Linked DNA regions of Sus scrofa: region 1 is linked to region 2. A link is a contact called in public Hi-C data. All regions are on one chromosome and are shown on one strand. The core of a region is the stretch at or near the end of the contact, and the rest is flanking DNA. Distances in the headings are between cores, read along the strand shown.

What was found. Hi-C and Micro-C count contacts between places; a contact is called where the count stands out from the background.
Region 1: a Hi-C map of liver shows a contact between it and region 2, with 4 times the contacts expected there. The contact joins the promoter of WDR4 here to the promoter of ABCG1 in region 2.

The regions. Positions count from the first base shown.
Region 1 is chr13:206,090,455-206,096,954 of Sscrofa11.1, forward strand. WDR4 (tRNA (guanine-N(7)-)-methyltransferase non-catalytic subunit WDR4) reads right to left here and starts at 4,259. Exons shown (of 11, transcript XM_005654080.3): 1 at 3,699-4,259; 2 at 1,873-1,944; 3 at 1,006-1,097.
Region 2 is chr13:205,559,643-205,565,943 of Sscrofa11.1, forward strand. ABCG1 (ATP-binding cassette sub-family G member 1) reads left to right here and starts at 2,255. Exons shown (of 15, transcript XM_021071021.1): 1 at 2,255-2,457. The coding sequence starts at 2,416.

The DNA of each region.
Region 1 (6,500 bases), core at 3,009-5,508, 530 kb after region 2:
ATAAAGTTCCAGGAGGTGTGGCTTCCCAGGCACAGGCCTGCATCGGCTACAAGGGGAAATCTCTCGACCGAGGCCCTTCGGTCGTTCAGACACTGGAACTACGCAGGTTCAGTTCTGATCATCAAGGGAGAGTTAAACCACGCAGCCCCCCGCCGGAGGGGGGGACTCTGCTCCACGTGGCTGTTTCCATCAGCTTCACAGAACAACCGGAACAAAGCCTGCTGCCCTCTAAAGGGAACAGGGAGCTGTGTACCAGGAGGCGGTCACAGCCAAGGCAATGCGTGTAGCCTCGCACCTCCTGTGGGCTAAGACGGGGAAGCTCTCGGGAAGTCAGGGCTCAGGACTGCAGCACCAGCCCTGGGGGCGGCGGAGAGCTTCAGAGAGGACTCAAGGGCACGTGCTCTTGGCTGGGTGAGCGCACACGCCGAGGCCTGGGGACATCCCTGTTGGAGCTGAGTTACTGGCATCCTGTCCCATCAGCACTCAGCTCCCAATCGTTCTTCAGATAAATAACGCACCAGCTTCAAACTCACCAGGTTACAACTGTGGCCCAGGTACCTGAACTTACACAAAACCCCAGCCACTCTCGGGACACGCTGCTGTGCTCTACGTCTGCCACCACAAGGCTGGCGGACACCACGTGGAAAGCAGGATGGCAGCGCAGCCAGGGGCACAGCCTGTCGCCAGAGGGAGCAGGGCAGGACCCAGCTCTGAGCTGAGCGACTCGGACTGCCGTCCAGGCTCCTGGCCGGGGGGTGCGGCTGAGCACAGCACCCCCCACCCCACTCACAGCCCCGACCTAAGAATGCAACCAGGTAACACACATCAAGCACCGGGAGCCGCCCGGCTACGTGTTAGTCGCCTGCGTCACGGGTCCTGTCACTACGGTTATTGGCATGCAAGGCTAAGGTGTGCATTCAACCGCGAAAGCGTTCAGCGTTAGCATCTCATACCTGACACTCAGACATTGCCATGGTTTTGTACGGAAAAGAATCAGACGCTTACTGTCATCGGTTAAAGCAAAATAGCTGCCAGACTTGGAGAAGGTGGACGCCAGGATCGTGTCACTCCCTTTATCCCCGGGCTGTCCGTCCTCCCTGAAAAACAGCATCGGAGAGTCAGGCCCTCCGGAGAGGGAGGTGCACCCGCGGGCTAGCCGTGCGCATGTGTAAAGAGAGCACGGGTACAACGGGTGAGGAGGTTCGTGTGGCCAGAAGGTGAAACATGTCCAGGGGATACGGAGAGGTTGAAGACCACGCGACTCTTTAAGAGACAAAGCTAATTTTTTGGCCCACAGCATATGGAAGTTCCCCAGGCCAGGGATCAAGCCCACGCCACAGCAGCAACCCAGGCTGCGGCAGTAATGACACTAGACCCTTAACCTGCAGAGCCACCAGGGCTCCCTAAAGTCTTTTAAAAAGTGCTAACATTCTTGGGAGTTCTTGTTGTGGCTCAGTGGGTTAAGAGCCCAACACCGTGTCCATAAGGATGCAGGTTCAAGGCCTGGCCTTGCTCAGCGGGTTAAGGATCTGGCATTGCTGTGAGCTGCAGCTTAGGTCACAGATGTGGCTCCGATCCAGCGGTGCCGTAGCTGTGGCGCAGTCCCACATCTGCAGTGCCAATTCGACCCCTGGCCCAGGAACTTTCATATGCTGCAGGGGCAGCCCTAAAAAGACACAAACAAATGAGAAGTGCGAACGAAGTTGAAAGTTAGTTCCACATCTCACTCCTGAGTTGGTACCTCGTTTAGGCACAACCAGAAAACAGAAGTGAAGAATTCAGCCAACGAGACAACGATTTAACTTCTTAGACTGTACAGTCCCATCATGCAAACCATGAACTGGCCCCGAAGAGGCTGCTGCATCACCTCACCCTTTTTGCTCTTGTTCTTGTGTCTTCTTTTGTGCAGTACTGCAGTCATATGTGAAAAGGCTGTCACCATCACTAAGGAAAAATAACAGACATATTTTAAAAGAAGCACTTGGTTAACAAAAATGCTCATTCCTGGAGATCCCATCATGGTGCAGAGAAAATGAATCCAACTAGGAACCATGAGGTTGCAGGTTTGATCCCTGGCCTTGCTCAGTGGGATAAGGATCCGGCACCGCCGTGAGCTGTGGTGTAGGTTGCAGACGTGGCTCAGATCTGGCATTGCTGTGGCTGTGGTGTAGGCCGGCAGCTACAGCTCCAATTAGACCCCTAGCCTGGGAACCTCCATATGCCAAGGGTGAAGCCCTAAGGAGACAACCAAAAAAAAAAAATTCTCATTCCTTTTTTTGGGGAGGGGGGCTGGATCAAAACGATATCTGCACATTCACTCAGGGCCTTATCCTCAAGAAATTGTCTCTGCATGTTTCAGGAAACAGTTAAGGAGTTTTATTTGCTTAACCTGCTATGTTTCTATTTGCCACACAGAACTAGCATGCTCCATCCATACAAATCAGTTAAGTATCATCAATGAGGACAAAAACCCAACAGGAAATATCATGTACTAGAAAAATCAGTACAAGGTGGAATGTGAAGAGAAATCATGTTCTGATGTCAATGAATTTTCAGTAGGTCTTTTGCACCCAAGTTTAAAACTGCCATTATTTGTATGGGAAAAAATACCTCGGAAAAGCTTCCATGGTTGCCAAGCAACCACTCATAAAAGCTACCCATGTTCCCTAATGGACCCTGGGCTCCCCCTCCAGGGCCTGGCACGGAGAAGACGTCCTGCACCAATGTACAGCCTTTAAAGTGGCTGCGGCGGAACTGTTTTCACGTGGAACACTGTGGTGCAAGAAGAGAAGCAGGAACTCTGCCGGCCGTCTGCCACCACATCTCAAGAGGTATGGACGGAAACAGGCAGAGTCTACTTGATCCACACCTCTATGTGGCAGGTGTTAGATACCACGAGGCTCTGAAACAAAAAAACCTGGGACAAACAACAGGTTTGCGAATAAATTTGTGAAATGTGAACTTAACATCGAATTGCTCTAAAACCAAACGTTGAGCAACGAACACAGAGGGTACATTTACATTTGACAAACACCTCGTCTGTTTCAAGTTTGAGAGACTCGAAACTACCGTGGAAAGAAGAAAGGAACCGAAAGGAACCACTATTAATAAAAATGAGGCTCCTAAGTCAGGACTCTTCGATCAACAAACGTACTGACTAAAAAATCCCGAGGACAATAGAGAAGCTCCGTGAAATGAGAAAAGCAGAAGGAGGACTTTGTGCAGAGCCACTCAAGGGTGGCATAGGGCGGGGTCCATGGATGTGGGCGGGGATGAGGGAACAGGGAGGACCGCAAGGAGACGGAGGCTAGAAAGGAGTGCGCCCAACACGTTCCCGGAAAGCAAACCCTTCTCCCTAAGGGAGGCCAAGGGCTGCCTTCCTCCCCACCAGCCAGAGATGATCTGACCGGCGTCCTCCGGGTCCCTCACTGGCCCAGCCCCGCCCGCGTCGCCCCCACGTGATCCGTGCCCGCGGAGCCCGGAAGTGTCCGGCGCTGACCAGGCAAAGAGCTGCGCAGAACCACCACTGAGACGGCAAGGGGCGCCCTGCGCGGGTCGTGCGAGAAGGGTGCGAAGAGCTCGCAGGCAGCGGTGGGGCTCCGCCGAGTCACCCCAAGGCGGCGCGGGAGAGCCGGGACCTCAAGGCCCCAACGCGCGACCGCAGCCTGGGCTTCTGCTCCAGGCCTCGACCCCCTCACCTGCTCGAAGTGGAGGTGGCCAGCAACCGGCTGCCGCCTCGCACCACCAGCGCTTCCCCGCACAGCGCCAGCCCTACGGAACTCGCCATTTCTCTGGCCTCTCCGCCACCCACGTGCGCGCCCGGGGCCTCTTCCTGCCGGCGCTGGGGAGTGACGTCACGCGCAGCCGCCGCGCGGTGACGCGGTGGGACGCGCCGCCTCCGGGCATGCGCAGACAGGCCCTCTTGCCCTTCGGATTCTAAGAGGGCGTCTCTCGCGGCCTTGGGGGGTTTTGTTCGAATTTGTCCCGGTGAAGTGCACCTGCTTGTTTAGTTTCCGCTCTTCCTCCGGCCTGGGTGGGGCCGGGTCTGGATCTTTCTCGGGCTGGTTGACTTGACCGGCCTCGAACCTACTTGGTTTTTAATAAATACTCCTCCAAGAAACGGGAGGGTCTGAGCTCGTGTCCAGGTCCAGCATGGAGGGGTCTGAGGAGGACTCTGTCCACAAAGAAAGTCCGCAACCTCACAGTTGAGAAAGAAGTGTTTTGGGTTTTGTTTTGTTTTTTTTTCTGTTAGGGCCACACCCACGGCGTATGGAGGTTCCCAGGCCAGGGGTTGAATCGGAGTTGAAGCTGCTGGCCTCCACCACAGCAGCAGGATCTGAGCTGCCTCGTGGACCCACACACAGCCCACGGCAACGCTGGATCCTTAACCCACAGCGTGAGGACAGGGATTGAACCCAAGTCCTTATGGATGCTAGTCCGGTTCATTAACCACTGAGCCACAATGGAAACTCCCGAGAATTAAGTTTTTATTTGGGGGAAAATTAGGACTTAAGCAGGAGAGACAGCATCTCGGGTAGCCCTGAGAACCAGCTCAGGGGAGGTTTAAGCAAAGAGCAGGAAGTCGGAACAAAAGAGGCCTGGGCTCACTGAAATCCTTCCTTTGATATGCACCTCCCGCTCTTGGGGCCAGTATCCTGTGGATTCCTCGGCTCTCACCCTTGGAGGTGACTGCGTTCACAGAGGACCTTGAATACTTGGGTGGTATTCAGACTGGGCTGAAAGACTGCCGCACACACATCTTAAAAAAGTTTGTGGATGGAGTTCCCGTTGTGGCGCAGTGGTTAACAAATCCGACTAGGAACCATGAGGTTGCGGGTTCGGTCCCTGCTCTTGCTCAGTGGGTTAAGGATCCGGCGTTGCCGTGAGCTGTGGCGTAGGTTGCAGATGCGGCTTGGATCCCGCGTTGCTGTGGCTCTGGTGTAGGCCGGTGGCTACAGCTCCGATTCAACCCCTAGCCTGGGAACCTCCATATGCCACTCAAAAAAAAAAAAAAAGTTTGTGGCTGATCTCCTGAAGGTCACTACCAGTCACCAGGAACAGACATCACCATGAAGGATTTTCGTGTTTTTCTGATGGGGGAGATGCAAGAATTGGGCACGTAAAATCGTCTCCTAAAAATACCTATCTGAAAGCCTGTCCTTCCAGTTTTCCCAGAGAACAGGGGGCCTCACTCCTCTGTCCACCCTGAGCTCTGCTCGGGGTGTTGTGGGCCGGCAGCTGCAGTGGCTCATTTAACCCAAGTAGAGTCTGATGGCAAGTGCCAGACGCCACTTCATAGCTCAAGGCAGAGGTCCCTGGAAGGCGATAAGCTAAACATGCCTTAAACACAAAGGTGGAGTTTGGAGTTCCTGTTGTGGCACAGCGGCAGCGAATCTGACTAGGAACCATGAGGCTGGGGGTTCGATCCCAGGCCTTGCTCAGTGGGTTAAGGATCCGGCAATCGTGAGCTGTGGTGTAGGTCGCAGAGGCGGCTCGGATCTGGTGTTGCTATGGCTGTGGTGTATGCTGGCAGCAACAGCTCCGATTGACCCAGAGCCTGGGAACCTCCGTATGCCACAGATGCGGCCCTAAAAAGATAAAAGATAAAAAAAAAAAAAAAAAAAACCACAAAGGCTATGAACTGCCATTTTTCAACCCAAAATGGGGCTCTTTCCCAGTGTTCTTGTGCTCATGGAGTGCATCACCCGATCCCAGTTGGGGGGAATCTCTCAGGACTCACAGCCCCCTCATCCCACATTGTTCTTCTAACCACTTAAATCCTTCTGGAAGCCCCTTCACTCCATTTCCATGGCTTCTGTGGCCACAGCAATCCTGCCACTTGCTGGTCTCACATCTGCCCCTGTGTCCCCCTCAGATCCGTTTTGCACACTAAAGCCCAAGAGGTATTTTCAGGACACGGTTCTAGTCATTTCATTCCCCTGCTTAGCATGAACAAAAGCTTCTCGTTGTTGTCCGTCCAGAGACCAAATCCTGCTCTTCCACTCTGAGACTCCATGTGGTCTGACTCCTATCGATTCCACAGCCTCATTCCCTCCCAGGCGAGGCCCATTCTCATGACCACCCTTCCAGGTCACTGGCACCGTGTTCCGACTAACCACAGGACCTTACCACACGCTGTTCTTTCTGCTTGAAATGCTCTCCCCACACCCTATCTCTTTAGTGTCCCTGGTTTATTCCCAGCGTCATCCCAGCAGAGTCATTGAGGAAGCCTTTACTGATTCTCCATTGTTTGCATCCACAGCACCGTGATAATTTGTTTAATGTCTGTCTCAGGCTGCAAATGCCACGAAGGCAGGAACTGATGCCTAAGTTGGCCGGTCACCAACGGCCCAGATTGCAGCACAAAACCTGGCATGAAGTCAGTGTTCGATCAATATTTGCTAAGTAAATAAATGGAGCAACTAATGGACTGTTGTGAAGAATTAGTTATTTTTGCTTAAGAGTAAAGGAATCGCGATGGGTTTGAGGCTTGGGAAACC
Region 2 (6,301 bases), core at 1,005-3,504:
AAATGGACTTCGGGTTTGTGCAGCTCTGCCATTGAGCAGAAGAGTCAGCCCAGCAGGGAACACTCAGGTTAATTCAGAGCTGACCACCCTGTGGTCAAAAAAGGGTCGAGGTCAAACTGTTCAAAGCCAGATCACCCAGATGCAAAGACGACTGCATCCCTAAGATTTCTTCCCAGCCGGCGGGGAGCGTGGTGGCCAGGAAGCCATGGGGTGTCCCCGAAGTTTCTCTGGACGGATCCTCCAGGGGCAGGCGATACGAGATGGCAAGCCAGCCTCACACCCTTGTGGCCAGCTCCCTGTACAAGTACACCTGGGTCAATCCACAGGCTTGCCACAAGGCCACCTGTACCCCAGCCCCCTCCTCCGCCATTAAGAGCAGAATCCTTGCACCCGAGGCCATTTCCCAGCCTCAGGGGCTTGATGCTTAGCAGAAATAAATTGGACACTCTTTAAAATGGAATTTGGGGGCTACAGTGCCAACCAGGCAAGTGAAACTACCGAAGTCCAAGGAAAGTGAATATAGTCAGCTGCTGGTTGAGTCCATCCACCCGCTTGCCCCAGGATACCAGGTAGCAGGTTCTGCGGCAGGGAAAGCATGTCCTTACCGATGACTGGAGCAGAGCCAGGGAGCAGGTGCTCGTCAGCGAGGGGAGGGAAGACCCTGACCAGGCGTTCAGTGATGGACCCCATGTGTCACAGGGGACATGGAGAACACGGAACCCACGCAGAGAAAGATGAGCAGGATGAAGGGGCATCTTGTCCACAGTGATGTCAGAGGGACCAGGAATGTTTGGTTCAGGGGAACGAAGGCCTGAAGAGAAATATGGCGCCATGATGGAATAGCTCGCAGCCTCACGTGCAGAGATGGGGCTCACGGATGCTGTGGACTGTGGAACACAGGGATCTCACTCAGGGATCGCCTGCCAGCCACAACTACTTAAGGCAGGTACGGGCAGCCTATTGAGACAGGAAGTGCCTCCCACTGGAGGGTCACTGCAGGTTTGTGGATTTGAATCCTCTTTTGATAACATTCAGAGTTTGCTGTTCAGCACGTTTAAGGCACTACGCCCCTCGTGGGCCCAGCATGCAGAGAGTGGCACCTGGAAATACTCCAGTCCTATTTCCTAACAATAGAATGGAGGTGATGCAGGGACTCTTCACGTGAAACCCTGCAGACCAAAGCTGGGCCGTCTTGCCCTTGAACTCACATGTTCTACCTCCTCTCTCTCCTTTGGTTTAGGGGAGAATTTGGCTATGGTCGTCAGCCCTGGGGTGGGAAGCTCATCTGCCTGGCATGAGAAGTCATGCTCCCTTTCTGGATGAGGAGAAAGACGGGGGCTTTGCTCATCTCAGAGGCTGCGAGGAGGAACAAACCAGGTGTGCTGGAGGTAAGGAGAGTTGCATTCTTCCCTGCGGGCCCCACCTGCAAACTGCTGAATAAAAACATTAGCCTCTGTTTGCGAGTAAGGAATGTCTTATCACCATGGTTACCAGGAAGTGGTCCCACTTACATATAATAGGTGTTTTAGCAGATGCCAGGCCATCTGATATTCCTGTTTGGGGCCAAGGGAGAGGGTGCCCAAAGTGTCATTCCTTATGCAGTTACGTGAGCACAGCTCTGGGCCAAGTACTGGAAACACCACATCTACAGGAAAAAAGAAAAAATAAGAAGAAAGAAAAGAAAAAAGAAAAAGCCTTTTCTTTTTTTGTTGGGCCGCAGAGGTGAGAGCCACGGGAGGACATACGCCTGGGTATCTTCCTAAGCTCCCCTTTGTTACCCAGCTCTGTGTCTGGCACACAGCCTCAGTGTGGCATGAATGAGTGCGTTGCCTGTGGGGGGCTAGCCTCGATGTGGAGCTGTACTGCCGGCGTCGGAGCGACCGTCCTTCTTTGGTTCTCACGCTCCTCCTGGCAGAGAGGGGCCCAACAACGAAGAAAGAAAGCAGAAGTTCCCTTGCCTTCCACTCTCCCTCCCCAGAGGCCTCCCCTGGTCCCACGAGGCACAGCACGGCAGGCTTGGAGGTGACGGTCCTGGCGGGGGACCCCCGCTGACTGTCGCCGCTGGCCCGACCCTCGCGAGTTTCCAAACTCCGGGGCACGGGGCTCAGGCAGGAGAGGCTGGGCCAGCCGCGCCCCCGCAGGAGCAAAACAAGAGCACGCGCACCTGCCGGCTCCGCCCCGCCCGCGAGAGCTGGCCAATCGCGGGTCGTGGGCGGGTAGAGGGCGGGTCGTGGGCGGGGCCGGCGCGGGCGGGTCGTGGGCGGGGCCCGGCCCTGGCAGCAGCAGAGCTGGAGCCGGATCCCGCGCTGGGCTCAGCAGCCGACCCTGGGGCGAGCGCAACCTCGTGCCCTCCGCCGGTCCTCGTCGCCTGCAGCCTCGTCCCCGCCGCTGCCGCCGCCGCCTCCGCCCCGGGGCATGGCCTGTCTGATGGCCGCTTTCTCGGTCGGCACCGCCATGGTGAGTGAGCGCATCCCTCGCCCCCGGAGCTTGGTTCTGTTCTCTAGGAGAATAAGAAACGCACAAAGACCCGCACCCGCATCCTGACACTTGCCTCCGAGCCCCGGGGGAGGCGCCCGATTCCCATCGCCCCCTGTCCTGGCCACCTGGCGCTTCAAGATGCTCCTTGCAGCCTAGGACGGGGGAGAAGGCGGGGGGCGGGGGAGGGGGGCGCAAGAGAGGGAGGGAGAAGACCGGCAGTCCCCACATTGGAGAAATAGCCTTGACCTCGTCCGCCTCCCGGTGAGGGGCCTCGGGCCTGGAACCCCGAGGGTACTGGGGATGGGCGGCAGCCTGGGCCAGAAGGAAAGGGGGTCCGATCCCTCTGCCGGCGCGCACAGCCAGAGCCTGGGGAGCGGGCGCTTCTTCCTTTACTCTCTGGAGCTCCGGCACGGTCTGGGGGAACAAAAGAAGGAGGTGATCCGGGAAGCCAGAGCCTGTGCTGCCCCTTTGTCAGGGGAAAGCCTCTCCAGGACCTGCTCTGGAGGGAGCAGCGGACGCGGATGAGGGTCCAGCCTGGACACTCCAGCCACATTTCTGCATCCTGGGGAGAGACCAGGGTGGGGGCAGAGGTGCGCATCTCACTCTCCCCAAGGGCGCCAGCTCCGTAAAGGGACCACCGGCTGCAGCTGAATTCGCTGCTGGGCACAGTCACTGCAAGTGCTCTTCATGTGAATGGTTAAGACTCTCCTCTTGCTCCTTTAAAACAGCTCTATAAACTCACATTAGAAAAAAGCAAACTAACCCTCGTCTCACGCGTTCTAGAGCCTTTCATTTTTATGCCTAGCACGCCCACAGTGCAGTTAGGTACTTCTGGACTGATTTCAGGTCATCTAAAGTACAAACAGAAAGTATTCCATATTCCAACCCCTCTCACCCTCCCTATCCATCCCTCTTCTCTCATTTGTCTGTGTATTTACTATCCTGCTAGTTACTTTCCATGAGCTGTCACCCCACAGTGTACACATCGGTTTTTGCCCCCATCCCTTGCTTTTATTTCATTTTTAGCATCCTCTATTTGAAGTCAGCAGGGCTCAGCAGGGTTTGACCGACAGTTACCTCTTGCCTTGAGCTCAAGAGGAAAAAAAAAAAAAAAAAAGTAGCCGGGTTTCTGCGCATGCTCTACTCTGACAACTGCATCCTGTGATTCCAAACAGGTTACTGTAGAACATACCCAGCCTCGCCAGCTCATTATATAATGATTTTGTGTAAACCGATAGAATGGGGCCGCAGACCCATCAAGGAGGTTGGTAGATGATAGAGCAGGAAGAAGCTGGGGGCAGGGGGAGCCCCCGCCCCCGGGGGCCAGGTCCCATCTCTGGGCACACACTGCCTAGACCCCATACTTAGCTTCTTGTGTATAAGAGGAATCACAAAACAAAAATGCCAGTCCCCTCCTCATGACATTTTGTGGAACACGTAGCAATTCTTCATTTCACATTTGTTCATTTCTTTGGGATTCCTAAATTATGGTGGTTATGGAAAAGTAAGGAGATTATTATTGTTAGTTGTGGGTAAAGAAAGTTTCAGATCTTGAAGATGCCGGGTAACTCTTGAAGCCCTTTCGGAGCTGCAAAAGTAGCTCCTACATGCGGAAAAACAGCGGCTCAATGTTCTAAGGTACAGATGTTTTATGTCAGCGTTTCGTGGATGTTACATTACGGTTCAATATAGCCCCAGAATGCAAGTGTTTGAGTCACTTGGAGGTGCTCCTAGTTAGGCTCATTTTTTAAGGGAACATTGTTTTATGTGAAAATCACTTTTCTCCCTGAAAACTTCACGCTTTTTTTTTTTTAATTAAAAAAAAAATCCTATCCAAGTCCCAAACAGAGCCTTTCAGAGATTCCCTGGAATACTAAGCTTTGCTCTGGGGTCCAGCCTGAGGCTGACTGCCAGCTATGCATCTGGAGCAGGTGCCTGGAAGGGTGAGAGAAGCACCCAGGCAGTGTGCTGGAGTTCCTGAGCTGGGCCGGGTGGGGTGGGCACGGGCTCCCACTGGGATTGGTAGTTAGCTGTTTGAGGCTAGATTTTGAAGATGATGACTTTGGCATCCTGAGTGGCCAGGCAAGTGACATCCCCCCTTTGCTTAGTTAAGGATGTGACATTTGGGTTTATTTCCCTTAGGCAGTGAGTGGCCTTGAGGATTCTGGACCTGTATGTTTTCGTCTTTTGTGCCCAGGGCTCAGGGAAGGATCTGCTCTCCAGCTGCAGAGTCTGCTGGTCTAGCTGGGCACCAAAGCTGGCAGTAGTGAGAGAAGTCAGAGAATGCATGTCAGGGTCTGGAGCCTGCATGTTCCTCTTCCCTCCCCTCCCATCCCCAAGATGCTGTGGAAGAAGTTCCTATCTCTAACTATGCTTCTGGGGAAAGAGAGTGAACCAGTCTCCAATGGCCCGGGGGCTTGCTGACTGTGTGAGACCCTTCCCAGCTAAACCAGCATCTCCATATACTAGCATTTAAATGGAAAACTTTCTCACTAGCGGCCAGCAGCGGGAGAATCAAAATAGGGTCTCCTTGATTTCAACACCTGTAAGCAGACTCACCATTATTTACCATTTATTAGGCAGCACACATTGCGGGGTGGGGGGGAGGTGTGTCAAAGACCACACATCAGCAAGAGAGGGAAGCTAACAAGGAAAGGGAATGAGCGGGGAGGGAAGATGTAATTGTTTCATTTTTAATGAGCTCAGGAGGCTTAAGGACAAGCTAGCTGTAACCTACATCGCCGGCCGCTCTCATCTGAGGATGTGTTTCCAGAGAGCTGGTCTATTTCAGAGTGACAGCCACTGCCTCCCGTCAGACAGGATTGCAGGATTTTGTTAATTGGATACCCGTGGAGGGACAGTGGGTGATGGTGGGCCCTGCTTTGGTGCTGGTTTCTTTGGCGATGGGCTGGTGTGCTTCCCTGTCACTTGTGTGGTTTCCCTGTAATGCACAGAGGCTGGGATGACCCAGAGGCCACTGCACCTTGTCTGTAGAAAGCTAAGCCAAATGCAAGCGCTCTTAGGGATACCGGCTGGGAGGATGGGGCAGGTTAGGGATCCTGGCTGGCAGGATGGGGCAGACGGGGAAGCTGCACACAGCTGGGCTGCAGCTTGGCCACTCTTTAATGGTGGGGTCTTGTGAAATGGAGTGTGGAGGTGGTCTCTATGTGAAATGGAGTGTGGAGTTGAGGCGTCTCTAAGAGGAGCAATCTTTTCATGGGAGTTTAATGGGCACGTTGTAACTGGGAATTGCTGATCCAAGAGCCGCTATTGTTTATAATTGCTTACCTACCAAGCCGGAGGCATTGGAATTCAAAACTTCCAATAGTAGGAGTTCCCATCGTGGCTCAGTGGTTAATGAATCTGAATGGGAACCATGAGGTTGCGGGTTCGATCCCTGCCCTCACTCAGTGGGTTAAGGATCTGGCGTTGCCTTGAGCTGTGGTGTAGGTGGCACATGCGGCTCAGATCCTGCGTTGCTGTGGCTCTGGCGTAGGCCGGTGGCCACAGCTCCGATTCGACCCCTAGCCTGGGAACCTCCATATGCTGCAGGTGCGGCCATGGAAAAAGACAAAAAGACAAAAAACAGAAAAACAACTTTCACTAGTAAATACTTGCCTCTGGCTTCTCTTTCAGTGCCCAGTTTGCTCCTCCAGCTTGGTCCCACTGGCCTGTTCACGGGTCTCCCCACTGCCCCCAGCTGGGTAGGGCCACTCACCCTCCCCTCCGCACGTTGCTGCAGGAAGACTGTGCTTTTGGTCTGTTACTTCTGCCTTGAGACCCCTCGTGGACCTGCACAGACCTCTAGCTAAGTACAAACCCC